2 separate regions of the Drosophila melanogaster genome follow, and region 1 is linked to region 2. A link is a contact called in public Hi-C data. All regions are on one chromosome and are shown on one strand. The core of a region is the stretch at or near the end of the contact, and the rest is flanking DNA. Distances in the headings are between cores, read along the strand shown.

Region 1 (6,201 bases), core at 413-2,912, 280 kb before region 2:
ATTAAGCAGGAAGAGACAAGTTAATCAATGGAGGATGCGCATGGGGATATGAGGGGGAAGAATTTAAGTACGTGGATTATGTTCGAAAGGGTTCCGAGAGCTTATAAATTCGGCAGCGACTGATTTCTGAATGTATGTATGTATGTACAATGAAATAATTGAAAAAGTATGGGGTTTACAAATTTAAACTTTCAAAAAAAATGGTCCTTACGGTTATAAAAATATTTATAAGTATATACACATAAAAATAAATATATTAAATGTAAATGTGGAACCAATAAAGTGTTCCATGTTCGATTACTAATTACTGTTTGTTTCATTATGTTTGCTCATCTAATTCAACAAATGCAGTTTAAAACATTATAGAAAGCTTTTGCTTTAGAAATTACAAGCTTCCATGCTATTCTTTTACTATTTCAAAAGGTTGTATTTGGTTTTCATACAAAAGAGCGAACCTTGTGAAATAATGTGAACTTTCGGCGCCTATTTGGCCCCATAAAGGCTCTGCATAGGGGCCAAGTTCCCCTTGGGGTCAAGTGTGTGTGGGGCCAGTAGTGGGTGGGTGGTTTTGCTGGTTGGGTGGGCAGGGCAGTGCAGGAGGACTTACGTCGAGGCCGTGCGAGTGCGCCTCGTGATGATGGGACTGGGCAGCTGCAGCGAGGCATTGGGACTATGGCTGTTGTGGTGTAAAACCGGCGGCTTGGCGGCCAGCAGCTTCTCGGGCGTCCTTGGTTCGGTCATGGCTTTCTTACACTGCTCGTTTACTTGCCGATTTATGCGTTCTTCCCCTTTCTTCGCTCTTTTCCTCTCCTCTCTTCAGACAGTAGAAGCGGCTTGCGCGTGTGTATATATGTGCGTATGTGTGTTTGTGGGTGAGTGGACGGCAGCCAAGTCTGTCGAGTTCAAGGCCACGGGGGGCGGGTTAGTCAGTCAGCAAATTGCGTTGCACTTAATTCACGTGTACTCGGTCAGCTTACCGACAACTTCACGCCCTCTTTCCTAGCACCTTGATAATTGGCAATCCAAAAATCCTGGCTTAGCTTCTTTTTTTTTTGCGAAACACCCACACACTGATGCAAATTTTACCGCTGTGCGAAACGCCGGTTGCCAATGTTATTTGTACCCCCTAAATCAGTCCTGCGCGGTATGACTTTTATCAACTTTGGAATCTGGGATTTTTTTAAACTTTTTTATCAATTATTACACCGGCTTGATGCGCGCTTTTTAAGAATTTCAGTTTTTTAACGAATGGCGGCGGAGGCGTCAAAGTCAGACCTCAGAGTGAACGTTTTGGAATGTTCCAGAAATCCCAAAACCTATCGCTTAGCCTAATTGGCAATCGATGTTTATAGCAACATGAATAAAATTTGAAAATCAAATTTAACGAACAAACAGGATTAATTACAAGTTACTCCAACTTGTTGGTAGAATAAATAGATGTGAAAATTTAATTGAAAGCATTTATAATTATTTTAAACAATTAAAAAATTGCATTTTCCGCACAAACACTCAACTCTTATATAGATTCTTTTTTTATATGCTTGATATACGAAAAAAATGTGTTCAGACTAATATGTTGTCCACACTAACAATGAATATTTAAATATATTTATTTACATGTAGTACTCGATAGTTTCACCCCGTTGTTCCATCACTAAAGCATCTCGATCTTGACCATCCCTAGCTTGAAATTTAGCGTCCTATTGCAGGAAAGTCGCGAAATAGATAAAATAATAACAAGAACTTTCATGTTTTCCAAGAGGAAAACTTGATTGAGACCATATATAGGTGAAACGGACAGCGAAGGTTTCGCAAAAGGCGACAGCGCCGTGGATCCGGAAATATACTCATCGGGCAGCAGGGAATGCGATCAGTCTGAAGCGAGAAAGCGGAATTCAGACATCCTGCTGCAAGGAATGGAGAATGAAACCGAAGCTCTTGATCCGGAAGTTTATGCCGATGAGACCTCTACAGATGATAGCTCTGGTGATGATGAGGTAATCCTCAATCCAGTTGAAGGTCTGCAGCCGGCGGTTGAGATTGATGAACAACGTGACCAGCCTGGTGAGAACGCGGAACCCGAGCAACCGAGAGTTCCGCCTTTAATTCTGGTAGATCCTCCGCATTTGCCCAGTCCCCCGAGAAATTCCCGCCGCAATCAAGGCGAAGAGCAGGAGGTGATCTCATTAGAAACGCCATCACCGCCCAAGAAACGTAAACGTCTCTCCGCTGCTGCCGATAAAAGCCTTAAAAAGTCGCCCGAGGGCAAACCAATAGTTGTAGATGACGAGGACGATGGCATGACCTGTCCCATTTGTCTGGATTCCTGGGAGATGAGTGGCGAGCATCGACTGGTCTCGCTGCGATGTGGTCACCTCTTTGGGGAAAGCTGCATTCGGCGGTGGTTAAACGAAAGCCATCGCCAATCTTCTGTGAAGGTGTGCCCGCAGTGCAAGACGAAGGCCACATTTAGAGATATCCGTCATCTGTATGCGAAGCGCATTCAGATGCTGGACACGGATATTAGGGAGCAGCTGGAGGCGGAGCGGCGGCGTACACATACTCTAACAACAGAGCTGGCTACCGCGAAGCTGGCTAACACACTCACCACTGAGAAGCTGATTCTCCTGCAGAAGGACTACGAACGGCTTAAGGAGCTGGTGAGGGCAGGTGGTGGTCGGGGAGCCTTCGGAGGCGATGCATCCGGCCAGAAGAGCATTCAACAACTAGCCACCTACCGATTGTACATGGAGAAGAACTTCGAGATAACTCGAGATCCCGGCTGCCGTGTATTGCTCTATTCCGCCAAGCACTCCATGCTGGTGGCCTCGCAAAAGAGTGCCCAAAACCTGTTCCCCGGCTACGGCGTACGCTTTATTGATCCACCTACCTTCAAGCCCCTGCAATTCCTGCACACCTCGGCACTCCTAATCCGGGACATTGCTTTTAGTGACTCACAGCACTTGCTCACTGTGGCCAGTCGGGAACTAAAGATCAAGATATTCGACATAAGAACACGGCTTTGCTCGTCTATGTTCACCGCTCATGACAAGATGCTGTGGTCTTGCGCCCTGGATCGCAACGAGCGCGAACACTTTCTATACGGCGGAGATCTGCGAGGTGGAGTTTATATCTACGACTTGCGGTTTCCCGAGAACATTCTCTGCGAGTTCCAAGCCGAAGGTGAGTGTGATGAATATGCAAACGTTAATACCCGCTTAAATCATTTACTTATTCCCTACAGTGAACTTAAGTCCTGTGATACACATAGCTCCTGTGCAACCCAATAAGATTTTTACCAGCGGTGGCTTCCTGGTCTGCCAACTTACGGCCCTTACATTCTACGAGTACGCTGCGGCCAGTGATACGGCTGTGCCCACTCGGCTAAATGTGGAGGGACCCTTTCTGTCCATGCAATACGATGCCGTGCAGGACACGGTGCTCATATCGGCACGATCCAATCCGAATTTCCCCCAGTCTCGCTTCATACTTGGTCGAATGGACAAGATTGACGGAACGCCGGTGCTGAAGGTCAAGGCCACCATATATGGATCGAAGGCCACACCGGTTATGACGCGACCGACCCAACTGGCCGTCGAGGATAATACCTTAGTGGTTGGCTATCTCCAGGATAGTAAGCAGCTGATGATGCATGATGTGCGGCGGGAGGAGCGAGTGCAAACAATGCCGGTCAACGAGGTGATCTACGACATCTGCCCTGTGGCTACCCAGGCCGGATCCTATTTGGCCGCCCTCACCGACAATAAGTGTAGAGTTTACAAAGTGAACAGTTCCATGCGATGATATATGTATGTGTGCATTAGTTTTCCGTGAAAATAACCAAAAAAAATTTTCTTTTAGCTAATTTCTGTGAAATATGTGACTACTGATATAAACGAGCTTTTAAGCTAAGTTATTAGTTATAAATTTTTCATTATTTCCGTTTATTAAACATTTGTCAACCTTAAGGTTCGCGTACAAGATTAATCTGAACATAATTCTATATTGTGTGTACTCCATGTTTTTGTTTTTGATTTTTGATTTCAATTTGTGAATGCTCAAAGTCTGTTGTGGATAAGTCTTGTATAAAGCAATAGAAAATGTTGGTTCGATTAATAATATACATATAAAGCTATACAAAAATGTTTTATCCATACAATATCCGATTTATATATGTATATGCGTAATTATAGATACTCCTAAATGAAATGTGGAAATGAACGAATGTTTAAATAGATGTCTAAATTCATTCCTGACAGTCTCGAAATGTTTGCAACACTTCAAACTTTTGGAAAAGTCCTTCGATCTCAGACTTGCAACGAGTCTGACATTTCCAAGCCCAAGTAAATGTTTATGAATTCGGTTTTCTTCTCTCTTGAGTCTTGAGTTTTGTAAAATTCTATCAAAAAATGTTCGTCGTTGGTCGTTTGCTGGTTTTTTCTTTTTTTTTCGTAAATCAAAAACCTCTGTGGCATTTACTCCTATAAAGTTGTATATGGTTTATAGTATTGTATATAGATTAGTGTGTTGAATAGTTGAAAGACGCAGATCTATACTTTTTAAGTATAATTTTGTATATTTTGTGATGTTTTATTTGTGTTTTTGCTGTTTGTGTCTGTGTGTTTATGTGTTCGTTAATGTTAAGATTAGAGAATACGTACTCGTATGAAGAAACGTATGGAGTCAGCATAACTTAAGACTTTCAACTTAAACTTTAAGAGAACTAAATATCCGTTACACATATATTTATATATATATAAACATTAGATTAACTTATGCTAAACTAAACACGAAACGAAGTCGGGAAGTATTAAGCTTTGATTAGGTAATCGGTTCGTATTAAATTTAAAGAAATCGATTATTACTTAAAAATCCAATGGCTAAAGTATTTTTAAATTTTCGAAATATTCCAGATAACTTTAAGTTTAATAGAAACCGAAGGCGCAACAAAGCCGAATGAGATAATCGATCCCAGGCGGACCAATACAGGTGAAAAAGTTTAGAAGCGAGGGCCTATCTGTTGGGATTTTGGTTTGCTTAATCGACGCGCGCATACCGCGGCACAATATCCTTGCTGATCCAGTAGTTGCAGGGCAAGTAGTCCTCTTCCGGCTGCGCATCCTGGCCAACATTGATGACCCGGCGGTTCTGGACAAACGACTGCACCGTGCCGTGCGAGACATAGTAGTAGAACAGCTGCTGCATGGCCGAAACGAAGCGGCGCTGCTCTACGGTGTGCGGCTCATAGCGGCCGAGAATGGCCTGGACATCGGCGTCCACCGTGGCCAGCTGATCGGGTCCCTCGCCTTGGGTGACAACATAGAACGGCACACTGGGCTGCTGTCTCGCATTCGTCAGCAGCGGGCAAACGCTGCGAATGTCCGAAATGATAGAAACCAGCGACGCATAGCTGCTGGCGTTGTACTTCTCGATAACCTCGTCGGTGAGGCCCAATGCTCCAATCTGGGAGTTTTCCAGATAGGCACGCACCTCCTCTCGCGTCCAGTTCGCATGCAATTCGCGCAGTTTCTCGGTGTGCGCCTCATGCGCCGTGGCGCCCATAACCAGCACCGGCTTGTCGTTGGCCTGTTCGCGCTTCCAGGTATCGGAAGGATGTTCAAAGACCACATCTCCATCGAGAACCAACCATTCGTGACGGCTACCGCTGGCATTCGCCTCCTGCGGCTGCGGCAGATCCACGGGGAAGTGCAGCCAGGTGTCGGGAGTGGCGGCCCAAAGTCGTTCGCTGGACGCTTCACGCAGGCACTGGATATCAGCACACTCGAGGGTGGCCATCAGCTGCTCGTTTTGTTTACCAGACTCGCTCAATGGTTTACCAGGCAGAATTGCTGATCCAGATGATGCCCAGGCCCTGGTGTACAGACCCTTGACCTTTTGTGAGTTAACTAGAAGAGTCACCAGAGTGGCTCCGGCCCGATGACCCAGCAGGGTGACGGATTGCGGGTCGCCACCAAAATGTACGATGTTCAACTTGATCCAGTTCAGCACGGCAATGATGTCGGTGAGCGCATAGTTGCCCGAAGTTGGCGGGTGTGCCTCCTTGGTCAGAGCGTCGAGGGCTAGGAAGCCGAAGACACCCAAACGGAAATTGGGACGCACAAAGATCACATCGTGCGATCGAGAATAGCGAGCCGATGGACGGAGAATACCCGGCGAAGGACCAGCCAAAGATTCTGCTCC
Region 2 (6,241 bases), core at 1,211-3,710:
CACCTACTAAACTAGTGTATAGACCATATATTTAAAGTAGGACAAGCTGAGGTAACTTTAAGAAGACAATTTGATAGTTAATTTGAACAAGAATGAACGTTATTCTAGCCTTTCAATAAACTTATCAGCTAAGATATTAAGATACAGTAGCTCACCATAAAGTTCAAGTGCTCGAGAACAGTCAGCGATCCGAGGAAGAGGTCATCCTGGTAGACGTAGCCGCTGATGCGATGCATGAAGGGCCCAATGCGCCGGCCGTTTATCAGAATGTCGCCTTGAACGACGGTCCCGGCTGCAGCACAGATCCCAATGCAAATGGAGCGGACGGAGATAGTATGGGGATCAGTGTAATCTTATCGGGAACTAGAGTCGTATGTACTTGGTAGTGCCCACAACTTACCCGGCTGTCGAAAGGCGAGCGTTGACATGAGTGTTGTTTTCCCAGAGCCACTGTGAATGGTAGAAGTTTTATTAGTTGGGGGCGATATCCAGCGGAATCTCTGCTTATCAGAGCCGAAAATTAGACATCTTGACATAGTTAGCACATTTTTGGACAACCACTTCTCGAGCACTTCTCCACTCGAGTGCACCTGATCTCTTAGTGGTATCGATTTCGGCAGCAGCTTACCTCGAGCCCATTAGAGCCATCAGAGTGCCCGGTTGAATGGCCCCCGTTGAGTTGTTGATGATCCGCTTCATCCGCTGACCGGAACCACCGACATTGGTATAGACGCAGAGATCCCGCCACACCAGAGTGGCTCCCTGCTCCGTGGGCGACCATTTGCTGTAGCTCCTGAGCGGTAGACTTCTCTCCGAACTGTTCCGTTTCGATAGCTTGGGTGTGCTGTCCAAGCTGGGCACCTCAATGGTGCTGCCCACCGGCATCACCTGCAATTCGTGCTGCTCCACTCGCTCCGGGGCCTCCACATCGATCCGCTTGCTATCTGAATCCGACATTATCTCTGGTTTTTATCTTGGATCTCACGGCTGAGGAGCCAGACTTTTTTCTGAACCGAAGCGTGCCACAGCTGGGCACCAACTAACCGTCTAAACTTTGCTGAGAAGTTGTCACAGCCAAGTTGACAGTAAGATGGACGGGCACAGTAAAGATTGGATAAAGAGGATTTGACAAAAAGAATCTGGGATTTGTTTATTTTTATTTTTTTTTAAAGAGTTATAAAAAAATATTTCTTAATTACAATTAATGTACTTTTAATCGTTGCATAGATAACATATTATTTTAAAATTAATTTTACATTTTTGTTCGTTACTTACTCCCTACTCTCACTCTTCCTTTCGTATTATTAAGATAATGCGGCTTGCATGACAATAGCTTATTTGCCAATGACTACTGTACTGTGCTCATCACCCCACAATGCAAATATGTTAAACTTGGAATCCGAGGTGCGGGGTCCACAATCTTTAGGGTGGCCCTGGCAGCGGGCATTCGATCGTCTTGCAGTTTACCGACCGCTTGGGAAGCAGCGGGCTTAGGTGGCGGCTCCGATTACCATTGCCAGCGGAAAATGCAGTCCAGACCAACACACCAATCCAACGGGAAGCCATGCAGCGCCAGAGTCATCCAAGCAGCCAGCTCGGAAAACCGCCGCTGGATCGGGAAAGCCAACAACCAGATGGGAGGCAATTGTCTTCTCTGTTTTGCTACGCGTTTTCGCATTTTATTTGACTCAAAGGCGAACCAAGAAAATGATTGATGAATACAAGAAACTGTAATTCTCACATTTCCACAAGACGCTTTTTCTCAATGAAGTATTTTTTTGTTGGGTAAATTTACGTATTTTTAATGAGATCGTGTGCCAATCAGATTTGAACTTCATATTAAAGGGCTCTGGATTACATAGGCTTTTTTTTATTAGCTAAAATAATGAATAAATAATTTTTTTTATGTGGAAAGAGTCAAGGGCTTGTCTACTTTTTAAATTTTAACTAATATATAAATGATTTGAAGCACGTTTGAAAAATCATTCTTTTTAATCTCACCATTTGAAAGGCGAACAGAAAGTTGTTCTAAGGAATTGCTGCATACTTTTGGGCATTCCAAAATAATGTATATATATAATGTATAAGGTATATCCTTTGTAAAATAACCGCATCAAAGAAAACATTTTTTTTTTAAGATAATAACATTTATTTTTTATTTGTTCATCAAATAATTGTTTAATGTATAAAAATATATGTCATTCCTCAGTAAAATTTCCGGCATCCAAGGTAAATCAAAAACTTCTTGGTAACTGCAAAAAAAAAAAGAGAAAATAGTATGTAATCAGAAATGGTCAGCAGCTTATGGGAAAAATCCATTCAAAACGTTTATAAATAAAGAGTAATAAACAAACGTCGTTGAAGCTCCGATTGCAGGTGGAGGCCAATAGAAAACGCTCTGTATCAGCATTTCGGCTGATAAGGCGAGTTTAAGTGGACGGATCTACAACCCTCTGGGTTTTCAGTTGCTATCGACCTACATGGCGATCAAGTCGCATCCGTGCGGTTAAATATTTATGTTCTTTGGAACACAATATCAGTGGAAAATAAGTGCAGCGTAATAATGTGAAATTCAATATACAAACGACACAAACAGCACGGCAAATCACTGAAAATAATTATTGGAGCAAATCGTTGCCCAGTGTAATAAATCCAAATGAATGAGTCTTTAATTAAACTTCATAAACCCTTATCGATGGTTTTTAGTGCTTTACTTTGTTGCACGTTTCTGATATTGAAAAAACAAAAAATTGATTTGATAATAGATTATGGAAACTGCATAAATCCCGACTAGACGCTAATTGAAATTAGTTAAATTATACAATCATACACGCGCAACTAATAAAATCAAGAAGTGAGATAAAAAAAAACCGATTTTGTGATATATTCCACAACTGAAGTGTAGTTTAATAAATCTAATCTATTGCAAAATTAGGAAAACAAATAATGAATGAATAATAAATATATTCACCTAATATATAAAGCAAACAATCATTGATAAGCTGCAATTGCTAATTGAACTTATTACCTAAGTAAGGAAATTTAACTGCTCTCTGCAGTTTCCTATCTCGTGATAATAATTTCAAATTTTAATTTAAATATGTTTGGTTGAATAATTCACAAAATTAAAAAATATTCTAATCTACCCCCCATATCTAGGGTAAAAGGCTAGAAGTCTAATCCAATGCAAATTTACCAAAAATGCTGATTGATACTGGCAGTGTAATCTATTTATACGCTGCGTTTGGCGGTGACATTTTGAATTGCAAAAGCTAAGCGGTAAAAAAAAAAAACATCTACAGCATAAAAGCTTTCACCACCAAACCTAACAGACCAGCATACTTAACATTAACAGCGTAAGAGCGGGTGCGCAAAGTAAAAATGAGTGTCACGGGGGTAAGTGCTTTTTATTTTGTTTTCGTTTGCGGCGCTTCTAAATGTAGGCTCTAAATTCAAGAAAACACAAGGTGTCACTAAAAAAATACTAAATAAAATAGTTCGACTTTTATGCAATTAAAAAATTGAACAAATTGGACCGCTGTGATTCGTTGAATGATTACGTATGGCAATTGATGCCAAAAAAACGCGCGAAACTTGTAGAGAAATCTTCGAACATAACAGACCTGACCTTGAATATAGTTATTGTGCGTGCAATGAATCATTATTGATTTTAAGTTTTCCGTCTGGTTTCACAAAACGCAAATAAAGGAAACATTCGTAAATTATATCATTGTTTATATCATTGTTTGTCACCTACGAATAATAAAGGTGTCAGCATGTGGTCGGTATTAATATGATGAAGTGTTGGTGACTTACGAATACTCTTTTAGTATGCAATTCAAAGCTGTAAAGAAAATGTTAAAAGAACTTGTTCTGTTAAATTGTTGCTATAAGAAAATTTATATGAACTTGTTCAGTTAAATTGTTGCTATAATTACACTAAAGTCATAAGCAGTGAACAACCTCAGTTTCTCTTAGTTCTAGTTGGAGCAAAGAGCACATTTGGGATGTTACCATTTAGAGTGCATCATTAAACGATTTTTTGAAATCAGACCTGAAATTATTTGAGTAACTAACAACTGAACGATAGCAAAAGACATTAATATAATCAAGCAATTGTTCAGTGAACCAATTGAGAAACTAAACCGAAGGGTTGTAGAGCATCTATTGCTTAAAACGAGTTTTAAACGCACAGCGTAAGACGACGAACAAGAGACATCGAACGCGACCTCAAGGTGCCCAAATTAGGAGACAAGCTCCAGAACATCGCCCAAAAATATATGGAAAGGCTTAATGTACACCCCAACAGCCTAGCAAGGAAGCTAGGAACTGCAGCTGTGGTCAATGCTGACCCTCGGACTAGAGTCAAAAGAAGACTCAAGCGACACCACCCTCATGACCTCCCTAACCTGGTTTTGACCTAGAAAGTCTTAGTTTTAAAATTCATTAGAATAATCAAATAAATAATAATTACTATGTTATATCAACTATTATAATTCTCCCTATCATTTTTAGGATTAAAAATCTGTTAGTCTTAAGTAACCAAGACACATTGTAAAATAAAATAATTTAAGCAGATCAAATTAAGTTGCCGCATGGGTAACAGTGCGTTGATCAAATAATAAAAACATCATCGAAATAAAAAAAGAGAAAAAAAGAGAAAAGACGACGAGATCCTCTCTTCGAAATCTATGGCATTGCCAGCATCAAAACAATCACGCAGTTCGAATACCAAAATCCATTGCATACTTGCAGGCACACTCCGAAAATGCCGCACAAAGACGAAACAGTCGGTCTAGTGAGAACAGTGAGGACAATGAAAACAGCGCGTCCGGCACCGTTAGGGAACAGCGTGACGAGGCGGCGGGCCGCACCGTTCTCCAGTGGGCGTGGCATGTGGTCAAATCCACATCCGTGGAGCCCACAATGTTCCTGTACATGTTCGCCTTCATGATCACCTCGGTGGTGGAGCAGAACTTCTTCCTCTACAAGTCCTGTCGGGTTAACAGAAATTTCACGGAGGAGATCTGCAGGAATCTCAACAAGCCGGAGAACGAGGAGTTCCGAACGAAGGCAATGTTGACCAATGCCTGGTTCCTTCAGTGGGAGAACATTTCTGCCCACGTTTTCCCCATTATTCTGGCCCTTTTTCTGGGCTCCTTCTCGGATCGGCGGGGCCGAAAGTTGCCCCTGCTCATGGGACTAGTGGGAAAGTTTTTCTACTCCACGATGATAGTGGTCAACGCTAGGATGACCACGTGGCCGGTGCAAAACATCATCTACTCGGCGACGTTGCCATCGGCGTTGACCGGTGCGGATGTGGCCATTTTCGCCTCCTGCTTCGCCTACATCTCGGACATTTCCTCGCTGCAGCAGCGCACCATTCGGGTGACCATTCTGGACGTGATCTACCTCAGTGCCATGCCCATGGGCGTGGCCCTGGGCTCGCATCTCTTTTACAACGTGTTCAATCAGTCCTATGCGGACATGTTCACCGTAAACGCTTCACTACTTGCCCTCGCCATCATCTACACCCTGTGCGCCCTGAAGGTAAGTTTTGGATTCATCTTAGAAATCGAAACGTTCAAAAGAACATCGAATAATATGCGTCTTCCATAACATATCATCATATATCCATATAACTTCATAGTCCTGTACCTATGCACATCCTTAATTACGCAACTTCAACTTTCAGTGGCAAACGACGCCGAGACAGCGATCGTTGAGGGAACTCGGATGCTGTGGCTTTTGGGGCGACTTCTTTGATAAGCAGCATGTGAAGGACTCGTTGGCGGTGTTGGTGAAGCCGCGAAAGGGTCATCGTCGCAGCTTTCTCATTATCCTTCTGGTCAGCATGGCACTGTACACCTTCCAGCGTGACGAGGGGCAGTATCTCTACATGTACACCCTGGGCAAATTTGACTGGGATGTGAGTGCGTACAGCAACTTCAAGACATTCAAGTCATCGGCCTACGTGATTGCCATGCTATTGGCTGTGCCGCTGATGAACAAGATCCTTGGATGGAGGGATACGGTGAGTTCTTATTACTAGCTATTGCTTGGCAACGATTATAGTCTTGTTTATTCAAATTTAAAAGGAATTCAGAGATTACCAAGTAGAAATTAAGTTAATTTTTCTATTTCCATTTACGCCAATCAAAAATCCATTTAACAACTCAAATGGTTTCATTCATAGACAATCATTTTCATTGGCACCTGGGCCCATTCGATAGCCCGCTTG

What was found. A called contact is a pair of places that touch in the nucleus more often than the background predicts.
Region 1: a contact with region 2 is called in a Hi-C map of the Kc167 cell line, with 5 times the contacts expected there. A contact is called at or near these places in 4 of 107 Hi-C or Micro-C datasets (the Kc167 cell line, the S2 cell line and cellular blastoderm embryo).

What each region holds. Positions count from the first base shown.
Region 1 is chr3L:16,775,197-16,781,397 of dm6, reverse strand. It overlaps mus302 (mutagen-sensitive 302), which reads left to right and starts at 1,662. Exons shown (of 2, transcript NM_140662.4): 1 at 1,662-3,183; 2 at 3,245-4,867. The coding sequence starts at 1,917. The coding sequence ends at 3,804. It overlaps CG9705, which reads right to left and starts at 1,298. Exons shown (of 4, transcript NM_168683.2): 1 at 978-1,298; 2 at 608-893. The coding sequence starts at 741. It overlaps Nrt (Neurotactin), which reads right to left. Exons shown (of 3, transcript NM_057450.5): 3 at 3,933-6,201. The coding sequence ends at 5,038.
Region 2 is chr3L:16,492,455-16,498,695 of dm6, reverse strand. CG42514 reads left to right here and starts at 2,460. Exons shown (of 6, transcript NM_168669.2): 1 at 2,460-2,557; 2 at 3,160-3,396; 3 at 4,756-5,550; 4 at 5,696-6,034; 5 at 6,197-6,241. The coding sequence starts at 3,382. CG33158 reads right to left here. Exons shown (of 6, transcript NM_176337.2): 6 at 2,136-2,252. It overlaps CG43373, which reads left to right. Exons shown (of 31, transcript NM_168670.4): 29 at 5,696-6,034; 30 at 6,197-6,241. It overlaps st (scarlet), which reads right to left and starts at 1,045. Exons shown (of 7, transcript NM_079384.5): 1 at 629-1,045; 2 at 401-450; 3 at 156-292. The coding sequence starts at 957.